7 separate regions of the Mus musculus genome follow, and regions 1, 2, 3, 4, 5 and 6 are each linked to region 7. A link is a contact called in public HiCAR-type, HiChIP or PLAC-seq and promoter capture Hi-C data. All regions are on one chromosome and are shown on one strand. The core of a region is the stretch at or near the end of the contact, and the rest is flanking DNA. Distances in the headings are between cores, read along the strand shown.

What was found. Promoter capture Hi-C pulls out the DNA fragments that hold promoters and counts their contacts. HiCAR-type assays count read pairs that join an accessible place to other places. HiChIP or PLAC-seq counts read pairs in DNA pulled down with a chosen protein or histone mark. Capture Hi-C pulls out chosen DNA fragments and counts their contacts.
Region 1: a contact with region 7 is called in a promoter capture Hi-C map of hippocampal neurons, with 5 times the contacts expected there. The contact joins the promoter of Parn here to the promoter of Gspt1 in region 7. A contact is called at or near these places in 1 of 39 promoter capture datasets (hippocampal neurons), 4 of 484 Hi-C or Micro-C datasets (B cells, hematopoietic stem and progenitor cells, liver and 1 more), 4 of 115 datasets of contacts at active chromatin or transcription factors (embryonic stem cells, large pre-B cells, pro-B cells and 1 more) and 1 of 9 other capture datasets (adipose tissue).
Region 2: a HiCAR-type map of astrocytes shows a contact between it and region 7, with 6 times the contacts expected there. The contact joins the promoter of Ntan1 here to the promoter of Gspt1 in region 7. A contact is called at or near these places in 1 of 39 promoter capture datasets (hippocampal neurons), 1 of 484 Hi-C or Micro-C datasets (CD8 T cells) and 3 of 115 datasets of contacts at active chromatin or transcription factors (astrocytes, embryonic forebrain and large pre-B cells).
Region 3: a contact with region 7 is called in a promoter capture Hi-C map of adipose tissue, with 3 times the contacts expected there. The contact joins the promoter of Marf1 here to the promoter of Gspt1 in region 7. A contact is called at or near these places in 1 of 39 promoter capture datasets (pre-B cells), 3 of 484 Hi-C or Micro-C datasets (muscle stem cells, regulatory T cells and uterus), 2 of 115 datasets of contacts at active chromatin or transcription factors (large pre-B cells and regulatory T cell precursor) and 2 of 9 other capture datasets (adipose tissue and liver).
Region 4: a contact with region 7 is called in a promoter capture Hi-C map of pre-B cells, with 4 times the contacts expected there. The contact joins the promoter of Pdxdc1 here to the promoter of Gspt1 in region 7. A contact is called at or near these places in 2 of 39 promoter capture datasets (liver and pre-B cells) and 1 of 115 datasets of contacts at active chromatin or transcription factors (astrocytes).
Region 5: an H3K4me3 HiChIP or PLAC-seq map of pro-B cells shows a contact between it and region 7, with 7 times the contacts expected there. The contact joins the enhancer-like site here to the promoter of Gspt1 in region 7. A contact is called at or near these places in 1 of 39 promoter capture datasets (hippocampal neurons) and 4 of 115 datasets of contacts at active chromatin or transcription factors (embryonic forebrain, embryonic stem cells, epiblast stem cells and 1 more).
Region 6: a promoter capture Hi-C map of liver shows a contact between it and region 7, with 2.1 times the contacts expected there. The contact joins the promoter of 1810013L24Rik here to the promoter of Gspt1 in region 7. A contact is called at or near these places in 1 of 115 datasets of contacts at active chromatin or transcription factors (astrocytes) and 1 of 9 other capture datasets (liver).

The regions. Positions count from the first base shown.
Region 1 is chr16:13,666,808-13,669,507 of GRCm38.p6, reverse strand. Parn (poly(A)-specific ribonuclease (deadenylation nuclease)) reads left to right here and starts at 1,338. Exons shown (of 24, transcript NM_028761.3): 1 at 1,338-1,497; 2 at 1,897-1,974. The coding sequence starts at 1,479.
Region 2 is chr16:13,817,991-13,820,690 of GRCm38.p6, reverse strand. It overlaps Ntan1 (N-terminal Asn amidase), which reads right to left and starts at 1,440. Exons shown (of 10, transcript NM_010946.4): 1 at 1,255-1,440. The coding sequence starts at 1,335.
Region 3 is chr16:14,157,790-14,160,536 of GRCm38.p6, reverse strand. Marf1 (meiosis regulator and mRNA stability 1) reads left to right here and starts at 1,263. Exons shown (of 27, transcript NM_001081154.2): 1 at 1,263-1,393. Mir484 (microRNA 484) reads right to left here and starts at 911; the gene lies at 845-911.
Region 4 is chr16:13,901,742-13,904,441 of GRCm38.p6, reverse strand. Pdxdc1 (pyridoxal-dependent decarboxylase domain containing 1) reads left to right here and starts at 1,297. Exons shown (of 23, transcript NM_053181.3): 1 at 1,297-1,527. The coding sequence starts at 1,507. It also overlaps a transcript of Mpv17l not described here.
Region 5 is chr16:13,638,287-13,640,986 of GRCm38.p6, reverse strand. It overlaps Parn (poly(A)-specific ribonuclease (deadenylation nuclease)), which reads left to right. Exons shown (of 24, transcript NM_028761.3): 13 at 657-734. Among named protein-coding and RNA genes, the nearest start is that of Parn, 29 kb to the left of the region's middle. Within about 2 kb of position 1,291, at least 8 of the 459 cell types and tissues checked have an H3K27ac peak or open chromatin away from gene starts, as enhancers often do. A contact at or near this core is called in pro-B cells, where this site is marked.
Region 6 is chr16:8,828,661-8,831,360 of GRCm38.p6, reverse strand. 1810013L24Rik (RIKEN cDNA 1810013L24 gene) reads right to left here and starts at 1,261. Exons shown (of 4, transcript NM_001081400.3): 1 at 676-1,261; 2 at 1-40. The coding sequence starts at 901.
Region 7 is chr16:11,253,000-11,255,699 of GRCm38.p6, reverse strand. It overlaps Gspt1 (G1 to S phase transition 1), which reads left to right and starts at 1,375. Exons shown (of 15, transcript NM_146066.2): 1 at 1,375-2,057. The coding sequence starts at 1,703. LOC115488671 reads left to right here and starts at 2,064. Exons shown (of 2, transcript XM_030249388.1): 1 at 2,064-2,700. Mir1945 (microRNA 1945) reads left to right here and starts at 1,255; the gene lies at 1,255-1,332.

The sequences.
Region 1 (2,700 bases), core at 89-2,588, 2.4 Mb before region 7:
TCCAGGTCCTTACATAGGCTGCCAGCAGAAGGTTGGCCCAGATTAGAGTTGTGTCTTCCTACCTCAAGATCTAGATTAAAGGTGTGTGTCTTCTTGCCTCAAGATCTGGATTAAGCATGTATGTCTTCCTACCTCAGAGGTCTGGACTAGAAGTGAATTCACTCACTGTAAATCAAGCAGGAAATCTCTCACAGGTGTGCCTTCCATTTCTGAATTGTAGCTTAGTACAGATATTGTCAAGTTGACACCCAAGAATAGCCATCACACGGGGTCTCATTTACTCTTTGGAGGATAAATATTGGAAAGATTACAGTTGTTAACAGCCAACTATCTAGCCCCTGTGAACACTTTATCTCTGGAATAAGCCAGCAGGGGCTGGCTAACAAAATCCTGAAACTCTTTGAGGTGAGCTGAATGTAGGGCTGGAGAGATGGCTCAGAGGTTAAGAGTACTTGCCACTTTTGTAGAGTGTTAGGTCACAAAGTAGGCTCCCAAAAATGGCTCTGCCTTTTCTGATTACCTAACACTCTCTGCTGCAGAATTTTGCTCTTTATCTCCATAGCAACTATCATGTTTCCAAGTAGCAAGTCTGATGTCTGCCTGGCTTTTTTTTTTTTTTCTTCTTATCCAAGTTTTACGCTGCAATGGGACAACCACCATGATTTGTCATCACAGTGTCTCTCTTCTACCAGAGTGGCATAGAACCGGAACTCAGTCAATATGGGGCATAGAGATGGTTCCGTGGGTAAGAGCACTTGCTGTGGAGTCATCCAGACTCATGGACAAATCCCCAGCACCCATGAAAAAAAAGCTAGGCACAGCCCTGCAATCTTGTAAACCCAGTGTTGGGAGTCAGAGACTGGCATTTTAGGCGCCACTCCGGCTGAAACAAGTTCAGTCAGTGAGAGAGACCCTGTCTCAAGGAAGGTGGAGAACAAGAACAGCCACGGGAGGTCCTTCTTTGCTTACTACTAGTGATCACCGACCGCCACACAAATGCGCACGTATACTTCTCCAACACTTTACCCCACAAATTAAGCAAGAATTATATATTTGTATATATAAAATTAATTTAAAAATTTTTAGACAGACTCTCATTATGTTCCCTAAGCTGGCCTCGAATTTGCAAATTCTCCTGCCTCATCCTTCTCAGACTGGAATTATAGACCCAGGGGAAACCAGTCCATATGTCTCTTGATCAACCAGGTTCAGGACAGGAAACTTCTCCAACATATGGGCCAGGCCTTGAGACTTTGATAGCAATGCCCCTTTTTCCTTTCTAGGCAGCCCGGAGGGCCCGGGCTCCGCCCCTAACGTGACACAGATCTGACGCAGGCGCAGCGGCGCGCGCTGTTTCCGGAAGTGTCCTGTGCTGTTTCGTGGCGGCCTCCGACATCCCCACGCTGCTTTTGCTGCGGAACTCTGCGCGTGGACCGGCGTCAGCCTGGGCGGGGCCAAGGTTCCGTCTGCGCCGCAGGATGGAGATAATCCGGAGCAGTGCGTGTCCGCCGCACAACCCCCATCCCTGTCCTCAAGCCCACCTAGCGTGCTAGGCCCAGACCTCTCGAGTTTAGCGGGGCCCGGGACAAGTCAGTCCCGCCGGGCAATACTTCCTCTGAAAAGCGGTGCTGCTGGTGGGACTTGTCGCTCTGCAAAGCGTGCACCTTTGGCATCCATGCCTTTCTTTTCCCTGCTCACCTGCTCAGGGCTAGCCCTTTTCAGTCGTGCATACTTTATCTAGTGACCCCTGGAGGAGGTGTCCCTTGTGGTCCTTGAACACTTATTCCGCTTCTCCGATGCCCCGGGAGCTCCTCCGGCCCTTTCTCCCATCTCCCTTTAGTTGGTGGGCAGGAAGGCAGGCCACCTGTTCTGAGCCTTTTCTTGGTTTCTCTGCAGATTTTAAGATTAATCTTCACAAAGTGTACCAGGCCATAGAGGAGGCTGACTTCTTCGCCATCGATGGGGAGTTTTCAGGTATCACTCCCTTGAAAGCTCTGGGCTTACACCTTGTATTGCAAAGGCTCCCTGCCTCCTTCCTCACTGGTCATGGCAAAAGCCTGGGAGAGATGTGGTTTTGTGGTTGGTCAGGGCGTGAGATTTTTGGATAGAGATTATGGTTCTGGTGCTGTTTAAACTAATTTAGGTGTATATGGTTAAAAAGCAGGGGGTTTAGGTTGAGGTCTTTTTCCTGTGACAAAATACACCTATCCAAGTTTATCATTTCGAAATGCACACACTACACACACACACAAATATGTATATGTATATGATGAGTGGAGGCCAGAGGTTGTTTTTGGGTAGCTTATGTTTAAAATAAGTTTTCAACGTGTTTCTCTTGTTGAATCTAGAGCTGGGTATTTTACTAAGATGGCTGGCCAGCAGGCCCCCCGAATCTGTCTCTCCTACAAGATCCATGCTGGGGTTACAGGTGCCAGGATGACAGCTGTGGGGTCCTGTTACTGTGTGCTGACATGCTCAGTTTTTATATGGTGAAGGTCCAAACTCAGGTCCTCGTGTTTGCATGGCAAGCACTTTACGCTTCAAGACATTTCCTAGCTCTATTGCATTTGTTCTTAAGTGGTTTTGGAATTTGGTAGCATTAACTACACTCATGTTGCTGTCCAGCTGGTATCCTCCAGTTCTGGATTTTTTTTTTTTTTTCTTTTTTGGTTTTTTGAGACAGGGTTTCTCTGTATAGCC
Region 2 (2,700 bases), core at 191-2,690, 2.6 Mb before region 7:
ATGGTCTACGGAACAAGTTCAGGACAGCCAAGGCTCCACAGAGAAATCCTGTCTCAAAAACAAAATTGAACCAAAACTTAGAAGAATGGTTGTGACCAAGGACCTGATTTTCTACTTTCCTCTACGGAGCCTTCACATCATCCCCTAAGGCAAGTGGGCCTGAAGTCCTCACTCCAACTGTTCCCCTGGCCTCTATGTGCAGCCCTCTTTGCCCTCCTCACTGGGGGCCTCCTTGGCCCCACTTCCCTGCTCTTGAAAACCAACTCTCCACTCTGCATCCTTTCTGGGCTGCGTCTCCCTAAATAAACCAAACCCTTGCTTCCGGAGACACCACCCTACATCACCTCGTCTCTGCCTCATGTAATGTGCTGCGTGGCCACTAAAACTACAAGTTTCAGACACAGGAGAGAGGCTCCTAAATCCTTGAAGTGCTGGAACTTTTCTTGTGTTATTTCTGGCTTCATCGACACAGTGTACAGTGCCTAGCCCGATTTGTAGGAGCCAGTATTAGGATCAGGCTGTCTTGAAATTCAAATTAACAGTCAGTCTCCCTGTCCCGTAGTTCTCAGGGGTCATTCTGCCCATTCACTTACCCAACAAATATTCGGTTAGCACAATGCCATCTGCTTTCAGGAAGCATTTGCTCCAGGAAGCAGATCCAGGGGAAGACAAAGCAAGTAAGCAGACAGAACCACAAACTCCACAGAGACGCAGTGCTTCACCTCTCAGAGGGAACGTGGGCATCTTTCCTTCAAGGCTATAACTGATTAGGAAACAGGTCCCGTCCTAGACTGTACTATGTGAGATCCATGGACGGGCTGAGTCCAAATTAGTATGTGGGATACTTGGTCATCACTGCCTTCACTATGAGCCCTCTTTCAGAAGTCCCCACAAGGAAAGAACAAGACTCCATCAGGGAGCAGTCCTCCCGGACCCAGCAACTTCCAAACGAATCCCTTATTTCTAGCTAAAAAATAATCCGCGCCCCTCTACGCCCTGGGGGGCAGGAATGAGCGCGCAAAGAACTGGGACCCCCGCCCACACCTTTCTGCAGCTGGGTAATGCGGGGATCCGCACGAGCGCCCCGACTTGCAGAGCCCGCCGAGTGTCCTCGCGCTGTGTACGCGCTGTGCGACCTTCCGTAAGTCACCTTAACCTCTCTGGGCCTCGTCTCACCAGGTCCCTAGTGAAAGCGCGTCGGCGGCCGGGCTGCGGAGTTCCCATCCGCCCCGAAAGCCCGGGTAGGTCGCTCACCTCCAGAGGCGGGTGCGCCCGGACCAGCTCCACAGCGGACCGTGGCAGACGGACGCGCTGCCCATCCACCAGCAGTGGCATCGTCTAGGCCGCCGCCAGGCCGAGTTAGGTGGCCACCGCCCCGCCCCGCCCCGCTCCGCTTCGCCCCGCCTCGGGGCATGCCACGCCCACCGTGGGCGCCGCGCCCACCGCGGACTCGGCCCGGATGTGTAGTCCAGGCGGACGTGGAGCAGCCCGAAGAGATCGAGGAGACGGAATAGCCCTTGGGCTGCAAGGCATCACGGGAGATGTAGTCCAAACTTTGTCGGCGTCCACTCACTACCCGTGTCCCTCCTGGCTGGTGCCAGCAGCTGTAGTCGCAGAGACTTGAGCATTAAGGACGCGGAAAGGAGAACCTCGAGGGTAGCCTCGCGCTTTGCGTCACCCAGCCCTGACCCCTGCCTCGGCCGAGTTGATTCGCAAAAGTTTATTCAGTCAACGTCCCTTTCAGCTGGCAGACGTAGTGCAGAAGGCGTGGGGAACCCGAGAATTGCGGCCCCAGCTAGCACCGCGGGGGCGTAAGCGCGGAAGAAACAGGGTCCTCACATATACCTGCTTTTGTTATATAACTCCTCCCCCTCACCCCCCACCCCCCAGTTATCCCGGATTGGTTAATGAAGGTGCCTACAGCCTGCAGCTGGGCAGAAGAGAAGTAGGAGGGGCTTGGGGTCTGACGCAGGGACCACAGGGAAGGAGAGCGGGAGTTTCTATTGGTGTACAATTCCACCAGGCTCAGGCCAAGAGCTACCCAGCAACAGCTTGTGTCATTGCCCGCTGCCCGCCAGGTGCAAGGCAAGTGTGACAGCAGCACCAGCATACAGAGGAGTCACTACCCCAGTTCTTTCACTCTCTATTCCCATGTGTTCTCAGGCAGCCTCTCTTCCCTCTCTTTGTCCTCCGCTTCTGCCCCTTTCTATATCCCTATTCATTTCATCTTTATATTTGATCTGTCTCAAGGTGTGATTCCTCAGGGGGATACCTTGACATGGGCCCGCCCACCGCATTATCCCGGAGCTTTATATTTCATAAGTTTCAGATAGGCTAGGAGGATGAACTGGAGCAATGAGGAAAGAGTCTGGAGCAAGATCATGAAAACACACGAAGCCCAAAGAACCTGACGATAAGAATTGGGGTCATGGGTGGGAGGTAGCCAGATTATCTTAAGAGGTTAACAGATCATTTAACTCCTCAGCTATTGAGGAGCTGCTTGGAATAAATCTTGTTTTCTCCGCGTGGTTAATGTTATGGAGACTAGCATGAGATAAAGAAATACAGTCGGGCAGTGGTGGAGTGGTGGCGCATGCCTTTAATCCCAGCACTTGGGAGGGAGAGAGGAGAGAGGAGAGAGAGAGGGGAGAGGGGAGAGGGGAGAGGGGAGAGGGGAGAGGGGAGAGGGAGAGGGAGGGA
Region 3 (2,747 bases), core at 14-2,513, 2.9 Mb before region 7:
GCTATCACACAGAGAAACCCTGTCTGGAAAAACAAACAAAAAAACCCAACTCATATTTAGGTCAAGTAAAAGTGAAGCCTTCAAGGCTCAGTGGGGTTGGGGATAGGGGTAGCGAGGATACAGAACAGTTTATCTGTTTAAAACATGAAGTATTTTTGATTTCACAAAGTTCTTATAACTTTAGCATCTTCTTTTTCGTGGCCAACCTGTCATCTGAAAAGTATTGGTTACAAAGCACTAGGTTTATTAAAACAAAACGTTTGCCAGGTGACACAAACTCCTTTAATCCTAGCACTCAGAAAGCAAGGGACTGCAAGTTCGAGTACAGCATAGTCTGCGGGGCAAGTTCCAGGCCAACCCAAGGCTACACAAGTGAGACACTGTCTCTGAAAAGAAAAAATAAAACTGGGTAAGGATATCATGTACTCTTAACTGTTGGTGTCAATATTCAGCAGCAGTCTTTGCATGTACTTGATCAGCACTGAAACTGCTATAGGTAGGGAGGACTTTGCCAAAAGCCCATTTGGCAGGTTTAACTGTTCTTTCTCCACTGGCCACTAGGTTGCGCTAAAAGATGCAGTGCAACGTGCACGATTTAATTTGTAAAAATAAGGGTTATCACGTGACGAGGCAGAGCATTAATACTTTATTTCACATTAATCTTCTCTCCTTAGTCCTCGCTCCCAAGACCTTTTAGAGCGGAACCCTAACAAATCCCATCTGGCAAGCCTTTCCTTGACTCCATCACAAAAGCTCCCTAGTTCTTCGCCTGGAAGATCCGTTCGACATGGCGTCATCAAACCAGTAGTGAGAACTCCTAAACTGGGGTTCCTGCTAAAAAAAATACGCCGCCAGCCCCCTAGGTAAGACCCTATTTTGAGGTTTATCGGGAGGGGACTGAGCCTGACGAGGCTGCAGGGCCGCGAGGCCCCGCCCCCCCCACTTCCCAGCGTGCCCTGCGCGGAGAAATACGCGGAGGCGAGGGCGGGGCGAAAGAAAAGACTGGGCGAGACTCAGGGAGGGGTGGAGCCAGAAAGGGGAAGGGAGGGACGGGGGAATGGGCGGGGCTACTGGAGGAAGCGACTGGGCGGAGTGGGGACGGGCTGGGAATGGGCGGAGAAAGGGAGCGGCCATAGGGGGCGGAGCAGAGGAAGGGTGTGGTATTATGGAGGAAGAGGTGAGGCAGGGAGGCTCGGAGAGAGGGGCGGGGCTAGTAGTAGAGAAGCGTATCGGTTTTGCGACAGGGGCGGGGCGGGGCGGAAGCGGAAGTGGAGGGAGCGCTTGGCGGCGGCGGCGGGAGCTGCGGAGTCGGGAATCAAAATAAAGGGCCTGGGGGGGGTGGGGGGTAGGCGGCGGTGTCGGAATGTGAGCCAAGAAGGAGCTAGTGGCTGAGGTGAGTCCTCTGTCAGTGCCGGGACTCCACTAGGGCGTACCGGATGCTCTGATCAGCAACGTAGCTGGTCTGGAAACGACGCCTTTTCCCCCCTCAGACTGATGCTTCTGGGATTGAAGGACCGGGACTGGGACTTGCCGAAGGGGCCGTGCGAAAAAGTCGCTCTCCAGTGCTCCCCCGGTCTCTTCCGAGGCGTTTAGTCCCAGCTGGCGCTTGTCTTCCTGCTCGCTCCCCGGCCCTCCAGGTGTCAGTAGCAACCTTCGCAGGATGTGCAAAGTTGGAAAGTTGAGAAAAAGGACAGTTGTGTGGCTGAGTCCCTTATTGTTTTTTTGTTTTTGTTTTAATAGCCACTTTGGATGCAGTTTCAGTTTCAGCCACCTCCCCAATTAATTCTAGCACGAACGTGGTGCTTTCTAGTTGCACTAGTATCTTTTGGACTTTCCAGGATCTTTCTGTTTTGCATACAAGGAAATTGTCAGCTAAATGGTCTTTCTTCACCTTCAGTGAGCTCTACATTTGTCCAGGGTCATTTATTGATATTTGTGAGGCACAGTTGAGTTGGAAGGTTGGGATACCGTATATTCACATACAGTCAATATTGTTATGGAATTTATATTCTATTGGAGAAAAAAGAGTCATTTTAGTTAAAAGGTAGAAGACGAGCAAATACATAGGACTGGGAGTTTGTGGCAGGGGGGAGGTCATTTGGGAAATAATTCATCCTCAGGTATCTCTTGTCACCAAACTACAAATAAATAAGTGAGGGGGTTGCTATGATGATTAGACTCACAAGAGATGGGCCTTATGTTTATAAAGATGACATGCCCACAGCAGCACAGATAGGTGGCCTTCAGAACCAACATGCAGGCAGTACAATGTTGCACACTGCATTCTCAGCCACTGTCTAAGTTGCTCAGAAACTGAGTTTCAGAAAGGAAGACTCTCTCACATTAGAACTTCCCCTGACTGATTCGGCTGCTTAAATGGAATTCCTAGGAATATTTGGGAAATTTTTAGGCTGCAGGCCACTAATGTTTTTCCTTATATTTGTTTGAACTGAGTAATCTGTCTATATATGCCTGCCTGCCTGCCTTGTCTATCTGTCTATCTATCGACAGAGTTTCACTGTGTAACCACAGCTGCTTGGAACTTGGCTGCCCTTAAACTTGCAGATATCCTCCTGCCTCTGCCTCCTGAGCTACCACTCCTGGCTCTTTGAGCAATATTGAAGGCACCTTGGTGTAGAAAGAGGTAGGTGAGCCTTTTGACCTGAAGCTAGCTATGAAACTTTATTTTAAACGTTTCTGTTTCTCAGTGAAGTGGTAGATATGGTAGTTCATTTTAGGATTTGGCT
Region 4 (2,700 bases), core at 48-2,547, 2.6 Mb before region 7:
AATATTGAAGTGTTCAGAGTTGTAATGTACCAGCACAAATATTGATGGATAGTTATCTGAATACACATGTGATAAAAAAAAAGAAGAAAATAGCAACTAATCTAGCTAATGGGCACATGACTGTTCACCGAAATTCTTTTGTCCTTTCTACAGGTTTGGAAATTTTCATAACACATTGTTTTGTTCAAGCAGGAGCACATCAGTTTTCAGTCTTTGAAAGGCACCATTTCAAGCCAGGCGTGGTGGCATACTCCTTTAATCCCAACACTCAGGAGGCAGAGGCAGGCGGATTTCTGAGTTCGAGGCCAGCCTGGTCTACAGAGTGAGTTCCAGGACAGCCAGGGCTGTACAGAGAAACCGTGTCTCGAAAAACCAAAAAAGAAAGGAAAAAAAAAAAAAAGGCACTATTTCATCACTTTTTTTTTTTTTTTCCAGTTAACTGGAGAGTCACTCAAAAGCAGCACACACGATTTCTTTGCTAGGAAATGTTAACAACACAAGCAGGCCATTTATCCAAATACAAAGTAGAGACCGCCTGCAGATAATTACTACACTGACAACCCGACCCAACCTGGGGGTTTGGGGGAGCATGCTGCATAAGAAATAGAGAGGGTAGGGATAGCTTTGTGGTTTTTAGCATCATCAGACTTCTGTGCAGGAAGTTTCACTGACCACAATGGTGGTAAGATCCCATTTCACCTACCCATCAGTAGTGGAGCAATGTAGGAAACAAATCCCACGGGCTCTTACTCACTAAAAACGCACTACCCCCACCTAGCGGGTGTGAAGCGGGAATAATGAGGTGTACTGCCGGGCTGCAAGGGACTAAACCTAAAACGGATAATAATGACCTCCATATCAAATTTCTGCTCTGATATAAAATGGAAAGGCAACAGACCTACTATTATCATTATTATTACCCATCCTCCGACAAGCCATCATTGTGACATGAGGGAGGACGCCAGAACAGCGGCCTCGAATTCCTTTCTGTCTGGACTTCTGAGGAAAGAGCTGACAAAATACATCATCCCGCGCATGCGCAAGGGTGAGCGCTGGTCTTAGGCTGCTAAGGTAAATAACTACTCCATTCCTGACCGGTGTTGACGGCGGAGGACTTGAAAGCCTGGCTTGGGCCGTGCAGCTGAGTCGATAGTATTTTACCTGGTGGATATCTCATTGCGACGGTCGTCACAGGCTTCAAGTTGGACCGCCCTATAGACGGGGTTCTTGCCACCAAGCAGCGTTAGGACCGGCCGGCGTGACGCCCAAGTACGGAAGCCTAGAAGGCCCCGCCCCGGGAGGCCCCGCCCACCCGACGGGCCTAGCCCCGCCTTCAGCAAGCCGCAGGATACCTGCGGGCCGCGCTGCGGGGCAGCTCCTCCTCCTCTCCGCCCCGCCGGCTGCGGGCGGGGAGGACGTCAGCGCTGCCAGCGTGGAAACCGCTGCGGGCCGCGGGAGGCGGAAGTAGTGCCCAGCACCGCGGGCCCAGCACCGGACGCCTCAGCCATGGACGCGTCCCTGGAGAAGGTACGGAAGGAGCGGGCGGCGCTGTGGTCCCGGGTCTTCGCCACCGGGGCGACTGGTTTCCCCGTAGGACTAAGGAGTCTCGTTGGAGGAGGGCGGCCGGGCCGGGCCGGGCCGGGCCACGTCACGGGGCCCGGTGGCTGAGGGGAGGTGGGCCCGGCGCTGTCGGAGCCGGCTTTGGCTTTACCGAGGCTCGGCGTAGGACCCGGCCTGAACCCGCGCTGGTCCTGTAGGGTGACAGGAGCAATCGGTGTGGGCCCCAGAAGCGTACGGGAAGAAGTCCTAGTTGTCGCGGAGGCCCCTGCAAAAGCCACAGATGTTCAGTGCTTTCCAAGTTAGGAGACAAATTGTAACTTTTGGCGGGCGTAGGAATCACCTGGGGACCTTGGTGAAAACATGGCTTTGCAGCCTCGGGTCTCAAGCTCGGGTGGGCGGGAACTCAGTTTGTAGAGTTTAAGAAGTTTCCCCACGTGATTCCGATGCTGTAGCAAGCAAACCCCAGACTAGAACCCCTGGTATCCAGAAAGGGTTGGGTATTCTGTAACTGGTGAGTTTATTTGGGGGCTGGGAAGAGGAGGTGGTCCCAGCTGGTCTCACTACGTTTGGGTTCCTCTTTCTGAGTGAGAATCATGAGAGGACTTCAGGTCAATTCCAAGTCCATGGGAACCTGTGTCTAGCCCTGCTCACCCCTTGGGGCAACAGCAGCTTGATGGATCTGGCTACCTACTCGGGCATGTTAAATAGACTCTAATTGTTCCCATCTAAGGGCTGGCTATTGAGAACAAACAGGTCCTTGGGTTTCTTCATGGACTGTGCTTTCAGTGCCTAACGTTCTGTCCTCCCAGTCTTTTCTCTCTGTCCCTTCTCGAAATTCTGCTTATCCGGTATGATGTAAAAACCTAGCTTTCCCTACAAGTGAAATCAATCCTTCCTTCCATCCTCCCCACCAACCCTCGCCCCCTTCTTCAATCTCTCCTTGTTCAGTCCCCGGTTTTGTGAAAGTAACCCTGGCTCTTCTGTAACTCTCTGTAGACTAGGCTGGTCTCGAACTTAAAGTGATCCTCCTGCCTCTGCCTCCCAAACTGCTGATATTACAGGACTTGTTGAAAGCAGTAATTGTAGAAATTAAGCCAGATGTCTTCATGTGCACACAGTGGCATATCTTGCTCCTCGGCT
Region 5 (2,700 bases), core at 42-2,541, 2.4 Mb before region 7:
TGTGCTTGTGTGCATGAGTGCTCGAGTGCACACACAAGACTAATAATACATTTTTAAAAGAAGAGCAATGGCATACCATTGGACATAGATGATGTAGGAAATGAAAATGTATCAAGTTTAAGAACATTAGGAAGTAGGTTTTTTACATTTTATAACAATGTTATAAATAAATCTTTAAAAATATGTAGGTTTTAAAGATGTTTTAAGAGTCTTAAATATTTGAAGTCAAAGTTCTCAGGATTTCAGATTTTATCGTTTAAAAGTGCTTCAGTCAAACTACTTCCAGCAGGCAGAGTGTTCTCTATAGTCTCAGCTTCTCAGGGATGTTAATTCGAGAGGATTGCTGGAGCTCAGAATTTCAGGGGCAACCTGGACAGTATAGCAAGACTTGTCCAAAAAAACAAAACCAACAACAAAATTTTGAAAATAACAAGATGAATAAAAATGGGAAAAATCACTAAGAATGAGCATAGTAGCTGAGCACCTGTAACCTCAGCACTTGAGAAGCTGAGGTAGGGAGAGCATGAGGCCTGTGTGGCTTACCTAGGGAGCAGCCGGCTAGCCTGGCTGTGTTGTGACTGCCTCATCTGAAGCATCTACCTTATTTGTAAAGCCTGGTGCAACTCTGACATGCATTTCCTAACGTCTTTCCCCAGGGGAAGCTGGTTGTGGGACACAACATGCTCTTGGATGTCATGCATACGATTCATCAGTTCTACTGCCCCCTGCCTGCGGTGAGTGGCTGCAGGGTCAAAACCCACCCGCTTCTCCTGTGAGCGCGCTCTCTGCCTGGGTTGTGATTCTTCATTTCCTTGTATGTGGCATGTTCCTAGGAAGATCTTATATGCTTCTCATTATTATTTTTTTTATTATTTTATGTGTCTGATGAGTGTTTTGCTGCATGCATGTGTGCATGCCTGGCACCCAAGGAGCCTCAGAAGAAATGTACTCTAGGACTGCAGTGACAGAAGGTTCTGAGCTGTGAGGTGGATGCTGGGTCTTCTGAAAGAGCAGCGCGTGCTGTTCATCACTGAACTCAGACATCATCTGAAAAATATTAGTTTGAAAGTACTCTGCGCTGCTAACCCAGCTTTGCTGTTTTGATAGGATGAATAAATACATGAGCTATTTTAAGGGGTTGATGGCTGTCGGGTATTGCCAGAGCAAGGCGAAATATTTATTTCCTCAATCAATGCTGGTAGTTTTGCTCATTTATTGCTACACATAGGATAGGCCACAGGTATCTCCAAAATTAGACTTGGGAGAGCCGGAAGGAAGAGGGTGCCACTTGATTGCTACTGCTGAGTAGCTTGAGGCTCCCTGGGGACCTTGCTGGTATTTCTGTACTCGGAGCCAGGGTATCTGGGTCATTATCAAATGTTTTTTTTCTCTCTACTGGCTTTTCTCCCTCACTCTGTAACTGCTGTGGCTGTGTCTCTTGCCCCCATCACTCTGCCTTCACCCTCCTTCGTTTTTTTGTCTTTCAAATGACTTGAGCCACATATACCATAGGTACTCCAACATCCATCCCCAGCTCCGGTCTCTCTCAGGCCCAGGTGTACAGTTCATGCTAGACTCTAGCCCTCAGACTAAGGCATTTGTAAGATTTATATATCTCAAAAGAGATTTAAAAGTGTGGCTTCCCCTTTTTTCTTCTTTTACTGTCTTTAAACCAGTTCTGTTTTCTGTTTCTGCTACTCTGGTTTCCCAGCTGCAGTCCTGTGTTTCATGTGAGCTTGAGTCCTGCCAGTCCAGTGTGTAGATACTTTTGATGACTCTATTACATGCTGTGTCTCATACCTGAGATCTCATTTACCTCTCTCTAGCTGTCCTTCTCTTCGGGAGTCCAGCCTGGATTTGACTCCTTCTCCCCATTTAACATTCAGTTTGTCTCTTCTGCTATACATTGGCAACATTTTTATAAAAGACATAGTAAGATATTTTTGTTTTCTATCCAGTATAGTGCTGAGACAACTCTTTAGTCTGCCATTATAACCCAGAGGCTGCTATGTTGGACAATAACTGATTTAAAGGAAAAAATGAGGTAGTGACTGTCAACATCCAGCATGGAGTTGGCAGAACACAGATGCAGGAATCATCTTTGTAGGTCGAACAGATTTTTTGTTGTAGTGGGGAAAGCACGAACACGCACAGGCGCACACACATCGGTGGATGAAGAACTCGGTGGGTCTAAGAAGTTTATTCCTTCTCCCACAGTTTATATATCCTAACAAAATTTTCAAGCAATATAAAAATTAAAATGTGCTTACATTACTGGCAGGCTGCAAATTGTGGATATAATCAGAGGATCATTGATTTTTGTTACTTATCTTTAAAAGTCTTCTTATAAAACTTAAAAGAATCATAAATCTAAACTTTTAAAAAATATTTATTTATTTATTTTATGTATATGAGTACAGTGTAGCTATGATGGTTGTGAGCCATCATGTGGTTGCTGGGAATTGAATTCAGGACCTCTGCTCTCTCCGGCCCTGCTTGCTCCAGCCCAAAGATTTATTATTATATCTAAGTACAATGTAGCTGTCTTCAGACATACCAGAAGAGGGCGTCAGATCTCATTATGGATGGTTGTGAGCCACCATGTGGTTGCTGGGAGTTAAATTCAGGACAGTCACTGCTCTTAACTGCTGAGCCATCTCTCCAGCCCAAATCTAAACTTTTATATATAAAAAACAATCA
Region 6 (2,700 bases), core at 12-2,511, 2.4 Mb after region 7:
GGGACCCAGAGAGAAAGTCCTGGCTGCTGACACACTCGGTCTGGAAACAAAAAGGGGGGAAAAAAAACAATAGGGGGGGGAAAAAGACACACACAAGGACATAGAGAAAGAAGAGAATGTTATTTGGGCGTCACTCACTCCGGAACGGCCATATTAGGTTTCGCCATTTTGTTCAGGATTTGGGGATCCCAAAGGGAGCGTGAGACCGGAGTTACTGGGTCGAGGAAGGGGAACCTGACAACAGCGCAACCCGAGTGGCGAACGCCGCCCGGCAGGCTCAGGGAAGCGCCCCTAGCAGTCTCCGCCCCGAGGCCGGCTCGGGGCACAATAGGGCCGCCCCACCGCCTCCTTCGCCATTTTGTGACAGGGACTCCTCCCCTACCCCCACGATCCGACCGGGGACACCCGGACCGGTACGTGGGGACCCTCGGGAGGTACTCTAAATCGGGGGTCTCCCCATCCTTCATCGTAGTTTTCCCCCTCCCAGGGTAGCTCCTCCGTCGCCGTCCTGCGGGTCAGATGGCCAGGGGTCCGCGGCACGGCCCTCCCCTCCCAGTCGTCCGGCTATCCCCGCAGGGTGCGAGGAGCCGCCAGGTCCCGGGGACCGAGCCGGGAACCGGGGGGAAGAGCAGCTCCGCAGGCCGGGGCGGCGCCAAGATGGCGGCGCGGCCTCACCTTTGTAGAGCTGAGCCACGGCCGTGGCCGAGTTCTGGAAGAGATGCCACAGCTTCTGTTGCTTGTGCTCGGGCTGCGCGGCGGCCGCCGCCTCCTCCTGCAGCTCGGGAGACAACTGCTCGTCCTGCTCGGCCTCGGCCAGGCACTGCCGCTCCCACTTGGAGAACCAATGCTCCGGCCCGTGCTCCTGGATCTCCGCCTCGCCCTCCTCCTTCCGCTCCTCCATCCTCCGCGGCCTCCCGCGGCCTGGCCGCCGCCGCCGCGTCCTCCTTAAGCGCGGTCCCCGCGGGAACGTCGTCGTCGACAGGCCCGGGAACGAGGGGCCCGGCGGCCGGCCCAGGCCTCTGTGCAAGCCCGCGGAGCCGGCACCCACCCCGCACAGCCCGAGTCCTCTGCCCACCAACCCCGCTCCGAGGTGCCGCACCCTGCCCTAGCCTCGCCCGCACCCCTTTACCGCCCACCCACGGCCCCGCGGCCTCGGTCCGACCGCCGCCGCTCTCCAACCGGCGTTCCCTGTCCGGCCTGCGCCGCCGAGCCCACCTCGAAGACTGAGGAACGTCGTCTACGGCGGCGGCGTCGACGCCTCTGCGGCGACCGGGCCCCGCCCTCCCCCGCCCACATGCTGACTGGAAAGCGCCGCCCACTTGGCCAGCGGCGCTTCCCCGGCAGGAGGCGGTTGGGGCGCGCCCACCGTCGACCTTCCCCATTGGCCCGCCGCAACGGGTTCCGCGTGCTGGCCCCTGAACGCAGCGTTCTGATTGGCTTACCCGCCTGTCGAACTGATGTCATCAATGGGCGGGGGGCTGGGGGAAGGAGTAAATGTCAGGGAACTTGAAGACTGTAGAGCAGGGAGGAGTTGACAGTGTTTGCGTGCGACCAACCAAAGCAGAAGAAGAAATATCTGTACACTGGAGCCAAGGGATTGCGCTTGCGCGGTGCTCGCTTCGCTCCCGCACCCCGTCTGAGAGTCACGTGACTCCGCCGGGTGACCGCACCCCGCGGGGGCCTTTCCCGGGCTTGCAAGTGCATGGTCACGCAGTGTTTATGTGCTGACTCCTCGAGTTCCTGAGAAGTGCAGTCTACCTCTGTTTGCAGCGCCCTTTCTATGTTTTTTTAATGCCAGAATTCCCAACCTTAGTGGGGCAAGTAAAGCGTGTGAATCCAAAGGAAAATTCTCCGGAGGTGTGAGCGACCTGGGGACGCTCACCGAGATTTCCCGGAGAAGGGGACCGGAGGGAGCTGGACACCAGGGCCGCCTGGCGGACAGTGCGCCCAGCGCTAGTAGCGGCCCGGCACCTGTCCCATGCACGCTCCCGGGACACGTGCGACCGCCGCGTCCCGCCCCCGCCCCCCATGTGCAATTGCTGGCACCCGGGCCCCTGCACTGCTCACTCAGAGTGATCAGTGCCAGGAAAGAGGTCTGGAAGCCTGGGAACAAGAGGGCAGCACAATGACGGGACCTCTCAGCCTCTGAGCTGACAGCTTATGTATGCCATCTGTACTGGATGGAAGTCCTGCAGGATCTGATCCTGCCTGCTCTGGCTTCTCCGGACTTCTCCCTGATCTGTCTGGTTCCCAGAGCCTAATCTCTGGACTCTCTGAAAGTTCATATTCCATTTTCCTTAGGACTAGGCTCAAAGCCAGGTGTGCTGGTGCTCTTTGTTTTGTTTCCTTCTTTTTTTTTTTTTTTTTTTTTTCTTTTTTGGTATTTCGAGACAGGGTTTCTCTGTATAGCCCTGGCTGTCCTGGAACTCACTTTGTAGATAGACCAGGCTGGCCTTGAACTCAGAAATCCGCCTGCCTCTGCCTCCGGTGCGCCACCACGCCCGGCCTGTTTTGTTTCTTGAAACAACTTTTTTTTTTTTTTTTTTTGGTAGTTTTGGGATTGCCTTGAAATCATAGAGATCCTCCTGCCTCTACCTCCTGGGCGCTGGGATTAAAAGCCTTTGCCACCACACCTTGTGATGCGTTTTTGTTTTTTATTTTGTTTTATGTATAATTTATTTTAATTTTACTTATTTTTGT
Region 7 (2,700 bases), core at 126-2,625:
CCGGGCATTGGTGGTGCTGGCCTTTAATCCCAGCACTTGGAAGGCAGAGGCAGGTGGATTTCTGAGTTCGAGGCCAACCTGGTCTACAGAGTGAGTTCCAGGACAGCCATGGCTATACAGAGAAACCCTGTCTCGAAAAACCAAAAAACCCAACAAAACAAAAACAAAACAAACAAAAAATTATTGACAACTTTGTCTATTACCTCTCTCGTTAGGCCAAATTCTCACTTTTTATTATACAAATGTTTAAAGTCAGCATTCCAATTTAGATATCTTAGATCCAGATTTAAAAAAAAAAAAAACTCGTTGTTTGAACATTTTGAATATGTTACTCTGTAATTTCCAAGTAGGTTAGTTGCATTCTGTCTAGACTCTTTTCAGAGCAAGTAAAATTAAGAGTATACTTTTCTTTGTCTTGGTCTCCATGGGTGAATTACAGGAGCATTTAACAGGTATTTAGAACAGGTATTCCTACTTCGTGCAGTAAAAAATAAAGGTGAATTTTATTTTTTCTTGCTTGTCACTTACCCCACAATTACTAAAATGCAACTTGAAAGTGTGAGATGCCCTCATTATTAAAGGACTGTAAGAATAGCTGACAGATGCGGCCTTTCAAAAGAACAGCACTTTACCTAATGGCAGCTAAGGAACTGGAAGCACCAAAATAGCCACTATTAGGTACCGCTGGGTACACTAAAAAATATGGCAATCCCGATTAATTTGTAAATCTCCTGGCAGGGAGGATGAAAGGACGAAAAAACATTTTAGGTGCGGGCTTTTAATGACTAGTCAAACATAACATGAGTCACTGAAATTTTCCAGTTAAGGATCCTTTTGCCGGACATCCTTGGACCTTTATGAGCCACACGCAGTTTCAGCTGTAACATCTCATGGTTTTACTGCCTCTTCCAAAAATGAATACATAAAAGGAAAGACGCCTCCCGCCGGCTTTGAAATGTAGGGCAAACTCTGGCTGCGGGTGGAGAGAAAGAGAATAAGGTATATAGACTGGGAGACAGAAAAGGCGCCGAAAAGGGAGAAGAAAAAAAAATTCCTCTAGGTTAGGCCTGCGGACCGGGTGTTCTCACAGGCTAGGGTGGATCGTCGCCTCGTGCGGAAGGGCTCGGCCCACCGTCTTGCCCTAGCCGAGTAGAGCCTACCCCTACCCCCACCCTGCGACAGATGGGCCACCAGACTTCTGCCTCCTCGCGCTGCCTGCCGGGAGTTCCAGCCGCTTCCGGTGACGCTTGAGCGCTGAACTCCGACTCCCGTCAGCCCCCGAGAAAACCGCACCGGGTCTTCGCGGGTACTGTCGGGACTTGTAGTTTAGCTATCGGCCGCGCTTCGTAGGCGGAAACGCGGGCGGACACAGACGGGAACTACCGAGGCGAAGGTACGGGTGGTAGCGAGAGGTCAATTCTCTCCAAACGTGGGGTTGGCGGTGAGGCCGGCGGCGGTAGTTGGGGTTGGGTGGGAGGAGATCCTTTCGCACACACGAGGAGGGTTGAGCCGCTGTCGACCTGGTCTCGAGTGTACTGTCTGGACTGTAGCTGCTGCCCAGGACGCCGGCGAGTGAGTCATTGACTGTCAGCTCCCCAGTCTTGCCGTCCTCCCCGGGTCAGCGCGGCCTGCTCCTCCCCGGTCGGCCGCCCCCGCCTCCATTTCCCGCCCTCTCTTCACCACACACACGGCCCCCCCGATCATGGATCCTAGCAGCGGCGGTGGCGGCGGTGGCGGCGGCGGCGGGAGCAGCAGCAGCAGCGACTCTGCGCCCGACTGCTGGGACCAGACGGATATGGAGGCCCCCGGGCCCGGGCCTTGCGGCGGCGGCGGGAGCGGCAGCGGCTCCATGGCCGCGGTGGCCGAGGCCCAGCGTGAGAACCTCAGCGCGGCTTTCAGCCGGCAACTCAACGTCAACGCCAAGCCTTTCGTCCCCAACGTCCACGCCGCTGAATTCGTGCCGTCCTTCCTGCGGGGTCCGGCCCAGCCGCCGCTATCCCCAGCTGGCGCAGCCGGAGGCGACCACGGAGCAGGCAGCGGCGCGGGAGGCCCTTCGGGTAAGTTGCCGGGCTGGATATCCCCAAGGCACGGGCGGCGGCCTGGGGCCGGAGTTCCGCGGTGGGCTGGGTGGAGAGGACGGGAGGCCGGCCGGCCCGCACGTGGGGCGCTGACAGCGGCGCCGGCTGGTCTGGGTGGGGCGCCTCCAGTCTGGGAGCTGCTTGGCTTGGGGCGCCTGGGCCAGGAGGAGCAGAGACCAGGGGACCCGGGGGCGATTGCCCCGCCGCGGAAGGCCGCACGCGGTTCACCCCTAGGCATAGGAACTGTATGGGACCCTGCCAGCCCTGGGCCAGTCAGTGCCACGAGGCCCAGAAGTGGGGACTGATAGGGCTTGAAGTCCGGCAGGAGGAGGGTGTGAAAGTCTAGGGTTTGGGGGACAGGACTTGTCTCTTCGCTGGCCCAGAGAGCTGCTCCTACTGTAGTTTCTACGTTTGGAACTGTAATTGCGTTTTAAGTATCGGTGGCACTAAAGCGACCTGAAGGAATCCCAAGATGCATTGCAGGCTTGTGATCCGCCAGAAACTGTTGGCTGTCAATACAAAGACCTTTTTTCACCCTTAACATTTTGAATACTTGAAAAGTTTTTTAAATGTCACAAGGATTCCTCAGTACTAACATGTGGTAGTAAACCTCATTGATTTA